Regions from separate parts of the Mus musculus genome. Here region 2 is linked to region 1. Evidence: chromatin contacts called from public HiChIP or PLAC-seq data. All regions are on one chromosome and are shown on one strand. The core of a region is the stretch at or near the end of the contact, and the rest is flanking DNA. Distances in the headings are between cores, read along the strand shown. Region 1 overlaps Etv6 (ets variant 6). Region 2 holds the start of Lockd (lncRNA downstream of Cdkn1b).

Region 1 (4,467 bases), core at 123-2,622:
TACATATAGGCGCATGAAAAAATACTGTCTAAGATCTTCAGGGTGTGTGAGAGATGAGGGAACTTTGTGTTTAGACTCCTGTTCCTTTCCCAAGGTATCTTTGTCTGTCTGTCTGTCTGTCTGTCTGTCTGTCTGTCTCTGTCAATGTGTGTGTATGTATGTGTGAGTATATCCAGTGCATATATTATACACATATATATGCATATATACAATGTATACCCTTCTGGCCTTTCAGATAAGGACACTCAAGCTACAAGAGAAAATGCACAGCAGGAAGACATAATGCAGCTGTTAGGGCTGCTTGCCTAGTATGTAGACCACCCTGGGGTTGATTCCTAGCACTGCATAAATCAGGCACAGTGGCACAACTTCTTTAATTCTAATACTGAGGCGTGGAGGCAGGGGGATCAGAAGTTCAAAGCCATCCTAGGCTACATAGTAAGTTAGCCAAGTGAGTTAGCAAAGAATTTAAAAAAGAAAAGGAAAAAGAAAATGCTTTTCTTCAGAGTTCTTTAACCTCTAAGATTTTTTTCATTTATGTGTATGTGTATGCCACATGTGTGTAGTATGTGTGTATGTGCGTGCGCATGTACATACATATGCATGTATATGTTCCTATGCCTGAAGAAGCCAAAGGGATAGGATCCCCCTGGAGCTGGAGTCAAAGGTCTTTGCGAGCTGCCTAATGTGGATGCTGGGAATTAAACTTAGATCCTCTGGAAGGGCAATATTCACACTTAACCGCTGAGCTGTCTCTCCCACCACATGGAGTCTTGATTGAGACCTGGATGCCTGACTTACTGGTGCAAGGTTGCATGAATGATGACTTAGGGAGCTTGGCTTGTGGCAGTTGCCAGTGTGAAGTGATTTACCGTCAGCCCTCCCCCCTAACCCCCCCCGCCCCACACTGCCAGGCATCGTAGTGTGCTCATCCCCGTGCTCACTTATGGCATTATCTGCCATGAGTCACTGTTAAAGTTTCCCCAGAAGCAGTCTTTTCCCCAGAAATTGAGTTCCGGTTAGTTCCATCATAGTTTTCCTAAAGGTTTATCTTAACTATCTGTGGTATCAATGGACGCCACCCCCCCACCCCCCCGCCATGATACCCAGTGCTCCATACCTGTGTGTGTAGGTGACTCAGAATCTGACTCAAACACTGGGTAAAAAAAACTGTTATTTATATCCTGCTACATTTTTTTCTTGGGAGGTCTGATCGTCCAAAGTCTGTCTGGTTACTTGATGCCTGATGAAGATAGACATGACTCTTGTATTGAGCCAGAGAACTCATTTTTCACTTTGGCTAGGCATGTAATCCCGGGTTTGGAAGCTAGAAGCAAGCGGCTCGCGAGTTCAAGGTAATCTTTAGCTACGTAGTGAGTGTAAGGCCATCCTGAATTGTACGAACGACCCTGCCTCAAAACCAAACAAACAGAGCTCAAAAGGTCACATTTATTTCAAAACACTTAGAACTGACCCAGTTGTGCATAGTTAGTGTATTGCACATTATAAAAACCATGCTCTTTCTTCAAGGATAAATAAAGCCCATAGGTGGGTGATTCCAATGTAAAATGAGTTTCAAACATCACTTTCTTATACAACTGACGGTTTGGCCAGCCAGCCCTTCTGCCAGCTCTCCTCTGACTGTGGCTTAACATCCTGAAACTCACTGGCTGGAGTTGGAGGTTATTTCATTTCCCAGACAGCAAAACCATATTTTTGTTGTGAAATGAGAGAAAAATGCCTCTTGTCCTTTCCTCATCCAGCCCCTGGATCTTTCAGAGTTGCATTCAATATTCTGTTCTCCCATAGAGCAAGGCTTCCAGCAGACGTGAACACCGAGTGTCACCTTCCTCTTGTGAAAACGCAAGGATGCCTCCTAGGTAGTTATCCGTGCCTTTGTGAATGAGGGCCCCCTTAACATGAAGCCGTCACTGTCACTGCTCAGCTGTTTCAGTTTGTGGTTTCCAGGGTTCTTAGTTTGACAGAAGAGTGAGCCTGACAGGGGTGAGCCACCCCCAGAACACTAAGTACTGAACTTGCCAAGTTCCCATCCGAAAATGTTGAAATTCCTTTGACTTTCTCTTGTGACGGACTCCTGTGTGATCTGGGACTGTGGTCGGGTGCTAGTGATCATTGAATGGAGTGCTCAAAAAAAAGTCACATTATAAAAAGAGCCTAAAAATAGCCTCCAGATGAAGGAAGGGCACTTAACTTTTCTACCTGGGGAATCAGGACAAAAAACGTTTCCAGGATGGAAGTGACATAGTGCAAGTGATGTAACCAGTTGGCTGCCTGTTCTTTTCCTTTTTTTTTTTTTTTTAACCAGAAGGAAAACTAACATCATGTAGAAAAATCCCCTCAAGTTGTTAAATAGTCACTGAATGATGTAGCCTTTGGTACTTAATAGGATACCCTGACCAGCATGGAACTCGGGAACATTCATTTCTAAGGGTTTTTAATTGAAAATCTGATTGGTGTGGACAATTCGGGGCGTTGTATGAGGTGTTTTTCACAGAGGTGAAGGATAGCAAGAGAAGTCACTGAGGTGTGATCAGCTCAGCTCGCTCCTTTGTCACCTGCCTAGTGTGCTTCGTAACTCAGCAGGTGGGCACACTCTGTAAGTTCCATACAGTATCAAACCTTATTCTAGTAAAGGTTTGCTGTAGTATTCATTTTGCCGTTGGCAGCATTGCCAGTATGCTACCTTCAGCCTCTTCTGATTTTACATCGATGCCCAATCCTGTATGAAGAAGCCCACAAAAATAAATAAATAAATAAATAAATGGGTTAGGCTGGGACTACAGCTAGGTGGAATGATGCTTGCATAGTGTGTTCAAGGATATATGTTTGATAATCTGATACCTCCAAAGGAAGTGGGTTAATTGGGAATAATTCATTTTCTCTCATTCTGGCACAGATGTTTCAATGAGTATTTCTTGAGTTAATGAATCAGTCTATAAATTTTAATCTATTACAAAATCCATTTATGGATATATAATTGTTATTTCTTAGTTTGACAGATGCACTGATTTTTTTAAAAAAAATATGTATTTGGTGTGTGTGTGTGTGTGTGTGTGTGTGTGCAACTTTTGGGAGTTGCTTCTCACTTTTTACCTTGTTTTTTAAGTAGTCTCCCTTGTTTCTGCCACTGAACTGTATGTTCCAGGCTCACTGGCCCATCTTACTATATGGAAGTGCTGGAATTACAGGTGTCTGCATAAACTCCAGAAACAAACTCAGGTTGTCAAGCTTATAACAAGGCAAGAACTTGTACCTGCTGAGCTGTCTCCCCTGTTCTACCTAATTTTTTTAAGCTGCAATCTTTGCCTTTGGACCGCCAGCTTCCTAACAGAAGGATAAACACCTTGGATATAAATCCCAGGGAGTTACCCAATTCCATTAGCTTTCTAGCCCTCCTGCACCCTTGAACAGTGGAAAAACCCACTTCAAGAAAAAGATGAGTCTGGTTTCTTAACATGTAGCATCCAATTCTTTGGAAGTGTTTATGTACATTTTGTTTAAAATTTAAAAATCACAAAGCATAAACAAAAACCGAGCCACTTTAGTCGTTTCTGCTATTTGTCTAAGAGGAGAGAACTCAGAGATGATGCATTCTAATTTGTTGTCCAAGCCATGACTGTCTCTGGCATCCCAAATCAAACTTAACTCCCTGGTCCTTCCCCTCTTGTGGTGGTTTGAATGAGAGCTGCTCCCCAGAGGCTCAGGAGTATTTAAACTCCTGGTCTGTTGTGTCCGGCCAGCAGACCACAACCTGGGTTCTAGCCTGGAAAGGCATTTTGGAAACCTGGAAGAGAAGAGGGGCTAGGTGGCGAGAGAAAAGAATGTAGCCAAGACAGTTACTCTGATCAAGGCTCAAATTTTATTGTTGCGACACTAGTTATGAAGGAAGGGGGAGGGGACCCGATTCCCGCCGAATAATCTCGGGTCCAGTAGAAAGGTGCACGTGTGTGACTCCTCAGGTTCCAGCAGTGGGCGTGGCAGAACGAATGAGCAGGAAGCTCCACCCCGAGCAAGCAGGTTTCAGGCTGGGGGAGGGGAGACTACATCTCCTCCCTTTTATTAACAAAATTAAAAAAAAGAAAAAGCTGGCCTGAGGGGGGAAAAATTATCTATGCTCAATAGTTCTGCCTGGAATCTAGGGCTAAAGAAAAAACTTGTTTTCATGGGATTCCTTAACTTTTCTTATGGTAAACTGTATAAGGCTAAGACTGTCCTTTCTTATCTTAGTGAACAACTAACTGAAAAGCCTGGAGCTGTAGGCTCTGACTTTATAATGCTAATTAGTACTTGGTAGGTAACTTTTTAGTTGAATTTTAAGTAGGGCGTTGGAACTCTGGCTAAGTTTGACTGAACAAATGTGAAATACACTATAATAACACTAAGTTGATATTTCTCCGCTTTTTTGGATGATAGGTGGGAAACAGGGAGAAGGAGTTCGACTGGCTC
Region 2 (4,353 bases), core at 461-2,960, 760 kb after region 1:
GGCTCCAATGATCCGCAGCCCCGCGGATTTCGAAAGCCTTCCCGGCTCGCTGGCGGCTAAGCGACCGTCACCAATGCGCGCCTAACTGTGGAGAACCACTGCCGCTTTCGGTGATCAGCCCTGCCCTTCACCCTGCTTGCAAAGTGCCCCCCACCTTTGCATCCTTGGCTGTCCAGAACCGCAGACCTGGGCAAGGAAGAACTGGGGGAAATAAGGATTTGGGGAGGGGGCTGTGATGGGTTAGATTGGGGGACTATGGACATTCACTAGTGGGAGGGAGCAAGCAGTCGGCCTTTCAAGCCACTGTGTGCCCACCACCCTGGCTGCACTGAGCGACCTTTCCTGGGAGCCAGAGAATTGCCTTCGCCATTACACCATCATCACCAGAAAACACGATTGCTCGTCTAGCGCTTTGAACTAAAAGGTGTTTTGTTTAGAAGTCCACTTAGGATCCCTGATCTGTTTTTCAGAGCATGGATTCTTTTTCATTTGCCATCTTTCACCTGAGCCACACCCTACTCCTGCCCCCCCCTTTCCTGGCTTTAAAAAATAATAAAATTAAAGCAAAAAAGAAACCTTGCAAACGACACTGAGGGGTAAAAAGGCCATGGATCCTACTTAGAAACCTATGGGGTCGTCTCCCTGATTTCACTCGCGTGGGGTTGTAATAGGGTGGGGTCAGCCACAGGCGGATCCCGGAGAACCGAAAGTGCACTTATTTCCACGTACACTCAAGTCTCAAGTCCCTCGGGCCTCCATCCAAGTCACAGACTTATCATGCATAAGGACTCAGCAGAGGTAGGAACCAGAAATTAGGAAATCTTAAAAAATAAAACAAAAGAAAAACCCCTTATCCATGCTTTGGGCGCGAAACCTCGACGCGCCTCTAAAAGGAACGTTAAGAAAAAGGCCGGGAGAAGGGCGCGCGGTTCGGGCGCCGGCCGGGGGATTGCATCATTTGCGGCTCCCCCTCCAGAACCCGGACTGAGAACCGCAGCCACCATCATGGCGCTCGGGTCGGGACGCGGGAAGCGCGTCCAGGCCGCGGCCAGCGAGCTTAGAAGCGTTTGCAAACTTGTTACTTGGCGGCGGAGCGCCGGTCTCTGGCCCCCTCCTTCCCTTTGTGTGCGTGTGCATGTGCGTGCGTACGTGTGTTTGCGTGTGCGCGTGTGTGATGTGTGCATATAAAGCGAGAAGTTGAAGTTTCTCCCTCTGGCCTTCCCCAAACCCCCCCTCCCTCGTCCCGAGCTGGTGGTTGTAAACTTGATTGGCATTGGCTGCGCCCACTGACCCCTGCACCGAGTCCACTGAAGATTTAAGGTGGATCTGCGAGGCTGCAGCTGCAGGCGGAGCCTCGCGCTTAACTGAGTTTTGGAAGAAAAAAAAAAAAAGCCTAAACCGTGCGCCTGCTGCGTTTTACGAATCCTTCGGTCCACAGGTCCGCGGGTCCCCGCCCAGCCCGCCGCGCTTCCCCCGCCCACCTTCCCCTGCTTCCCCATTGGCTCGCGCCTGCAGTTTGAATTTTTTTTTTTTTTTTTTTGGATGCTTGTTTTCTTGTTAAAAAAAAAAAATTACCGTACGGTAGATCATGTGATGAGACTTAGTTGGGGAGTCTGAGGTGGGGTGTTTTAGCTGGTTTGATTGCAGGTAGTAGGGAGTAGGATGGGTGGAGCTTTCTGTTCCAAAAGTTGCCCCCCCCCCGCCCCGCCCGCAAGTGCCGTTGACAGAATGCAGGCGGGAAGCTTCAGTTTGGGTAGAGATGTAGCATCAAACATTCACGGATGTCCAGGGAGCACGGGCACACAGGCTGCTGGCCAGAGGTACTAGGAAGGTACAGGCGGGAGTTCGACGAGGACGCACCTTCCCCTGTCTTGGAAAGGTAGACTTGGGGAGGGCGGGAGCGGGTAGTTATCCTAGAAATGAATATTACCCGTCATAGGAATAAACCAACCAAATACAAGGTGTGGCTATAGACTCTATATAGAGCAAAAGAGGTGTTATTTCTGGGGTTAGAGTGTCAAAATCCATCAGGACAAAGGCAGTCGGTGTCATTTTCTTCCTTTTTAACCTTAAAGGGGGGGGGGAACCTGTCTGTTTTCCAGGTTTGGTTCCCCACCCCCCCTTGTGAGGATGAGAAGGGGACATAAAGTCCCCTTTTGATTTCTGGGTCAGGAAACTCATTGGAAAGAGTTTGTTAAGATCTAGGAGGATTCAATTAGTAGAACAGGTCTAATACAAGTGATGGCTTTTATTAATTAGGATCCAACTATGTTTTTCTTTGCAGTGAAGCTTTTAAAACGTCATAATAATTAAACAGTAGTCCTAGATCAGTCTTTCTCTTTATCAGGGACATCTCATATGTATACCTTTCTTTGCCTTTGCCTTTTTTTTTTCTTCCCTTTTTCTTTCCTTAAAATAATTTCTCCTGATATCTCCTTTCAGTCTGTTTTAGCCAGAAGCCCAGCCTTAGCCTCCATTGGCCCCTGAACCAGTATGCCATGTTCTTAGTTTTTTAGCTGTCTAGTTCTGACCTTACCTCTCCCAGTCCACTAAGCTCCTTGACCCCGTCCATAAACCAACATGTTTGAGCTGCTCTCCAGGCTGTATTCATGGACTCTGTTAGAGGCTCAGTGCTTACCTCTGCCTTTCAGAGGACACATCCGATCAGAATGAGCAGTCCATGAGGAAAACCACATCCCTGGAAGGAGGAAGCTAGTCTCAGAAACAGGTCTTCATCTTGAGTGTGAGCCAAGCAGGGATTTGGATGGTCCCCGGACAGGGGTGTCATAGATAAAGATTCAGATAGCACGTGACTGTGAAAACAGGCTTGGAAACTTGGGCTTGGCATGGTGGAGCACACCTGTAATCTGAGCACTTGGGAGCTGGAGGCAGGAGGATCAGGAGTTCAAGGCCTGCTTAGGATACTGAGAGACTTTGCAGTCAGCCTGGGCTGCATATAACCCTCCCTACCTCGAATATACCAACAAGCGTACAAACAAAGGAGGTCATAAATAAAACCCCACTGGACATGGTGGTGTACAGCTTTAATCCCAGTACTCGTGAGGCAGAGGCAGATGGATCTCTATGAGTCCCAGGTCAAAAATAAATGCATTACTACTAATAATGGCTCCCCTCCCTCTTTCTCCCTCCCTCTACTTCTTGCTGGTCTTGAACTTGATGTGTCTGACGTAATCTCTTAACCAGATGGGACTGTAGGCACGTGCTACTGTATCCACCCTAACTTTTCATACTAAAGTGAAGCCTTTACATTTAGGCTCTGGAACAGCTAAATAGAAATCTATGGACATCTAGGTCTTGGGGGTGGGGAGGGGGAGGTTAAGTGTTTTCCGTGTGAGCATGACGACCCGGGTTTGGATTCCCGGAACTTATATAAAAAGCCAGCAATGGCAGTGCACGTTTTTAATCCCAGGGCTGGTGAGTGGAGAGAGAAAAAGTAGATTCCTGGGTTCTAGTGGCCAGCCATTCTAGCTAAAAAAATGGAGGGCCATAAGAGATGCCAGTGAGGACCCCCGCCTCCACATAGGTACACCCCATGCATGACACATGCGTGCACACAAAAGAAATCTACTAGCTAAGGTAACCTTTAAACAGTACTAGGTGGGAGCCAAATAATTGGGGTATGTACTGCTGACGGTGGTCCCAGACACAGAACAGAGCAGAAAAAGTTCTGCATATTGAAATATCATAGCACTGTGCACTGTCCACACGTTTGCGGCGTTCCTGGCGCAGACAAGCCAAGGGTGCTGTCAACTGTGTAAGAGTACAGCCATCCAATTATGTACAATACTCGATAATAATAAATTAACTTTAAAAGAGTTCTTTTCTGGTCTCTGATCCTTCAGAGTCATCAAAGGAGAGAGCAATTCTATGCATGTCACTGCCCCTAACTTTTACCTTCCGGGGAAGACAGGATACAAGGTAGATGTCGTTGTACTGTTTTTGTTTTCCACTGCCTGGCTAGAAGCCAGAGCCTTGTGCATGGTAGGTGAGCATACTAAAATTGAGTGAATCTTAGGCTAGCCTTGAATATAAGGTGTAACTACACCTACAACTTCAAGTAGTCTTCCTTCTTCTGCCATCCCTCCCCCCAGGAGCTTGAATTACAGTTGTACACCACCACACCTGGCTCAGGTAATAATAAGCTAGATCCCACTAGGCTAATACATAGGTTTGGAACTTTGTTTTGAACAGTAACAAAAATTATTTTTTAAAGTAAATAACACAGAAGGGATGGGGCTATAGCTCAGTTGGGAGAGTGCTTGCCTAGCATGAACAGGCCCCAGTTGTGATCCCCATCTCTACAAAAACCTGGTGCATGCCTATAATCCCAGT

The links. HiChIP or PLAC-seq counts read pairs in DNA pulled down with a chosen protein or histone mark.
Region 2: a contact with region 1 is called in an HNF4G HiChIP or PLAC-seq map of pancreatic cancer cells. The contact joins the promoter of Lockd here to the enhancer-like site in region 1. A contact is called at or near these places in 1 of 484 Hi-C or Micro-C datasets (granulocyte-monocyte progenitors) and 4 of 115 datasets of contacts at active chromatin or transcription factors (bone marrow-derived macrophages, microglia, pancreatic cancer cells and 1 more).

The regions. Positions count from the first base shown.
Region 1 is chr6:134,163,234-134,167,700 of GRCm38.p6, forward strand. All of the region lies in intron 2 of Etv6 (ets variant 6), which reads left to right. Among named protein-coding and RNA genes, the nearest start is that of Gm52920, 21 kb to the right of the region's middle. Within about 2 kb of position 1,373, at least 21 of the 459 cell types and tissues checked have an H3K27ac peak or open chromatin away from gene starts, as enhancers often do. A contact at or near this core is called in pancreatic cancer cells, where this site is marked.
Region 2 is chr6:134,927,382-134,931,734 of GRCm38.p6, forward strand. It overlaps Lockd (lncRNA downstream of Cdkn1b), which reads left to right and starts at 1,711. Exons shown (of 2, transcript NR_037956.1): 1 at 1,711-1,904.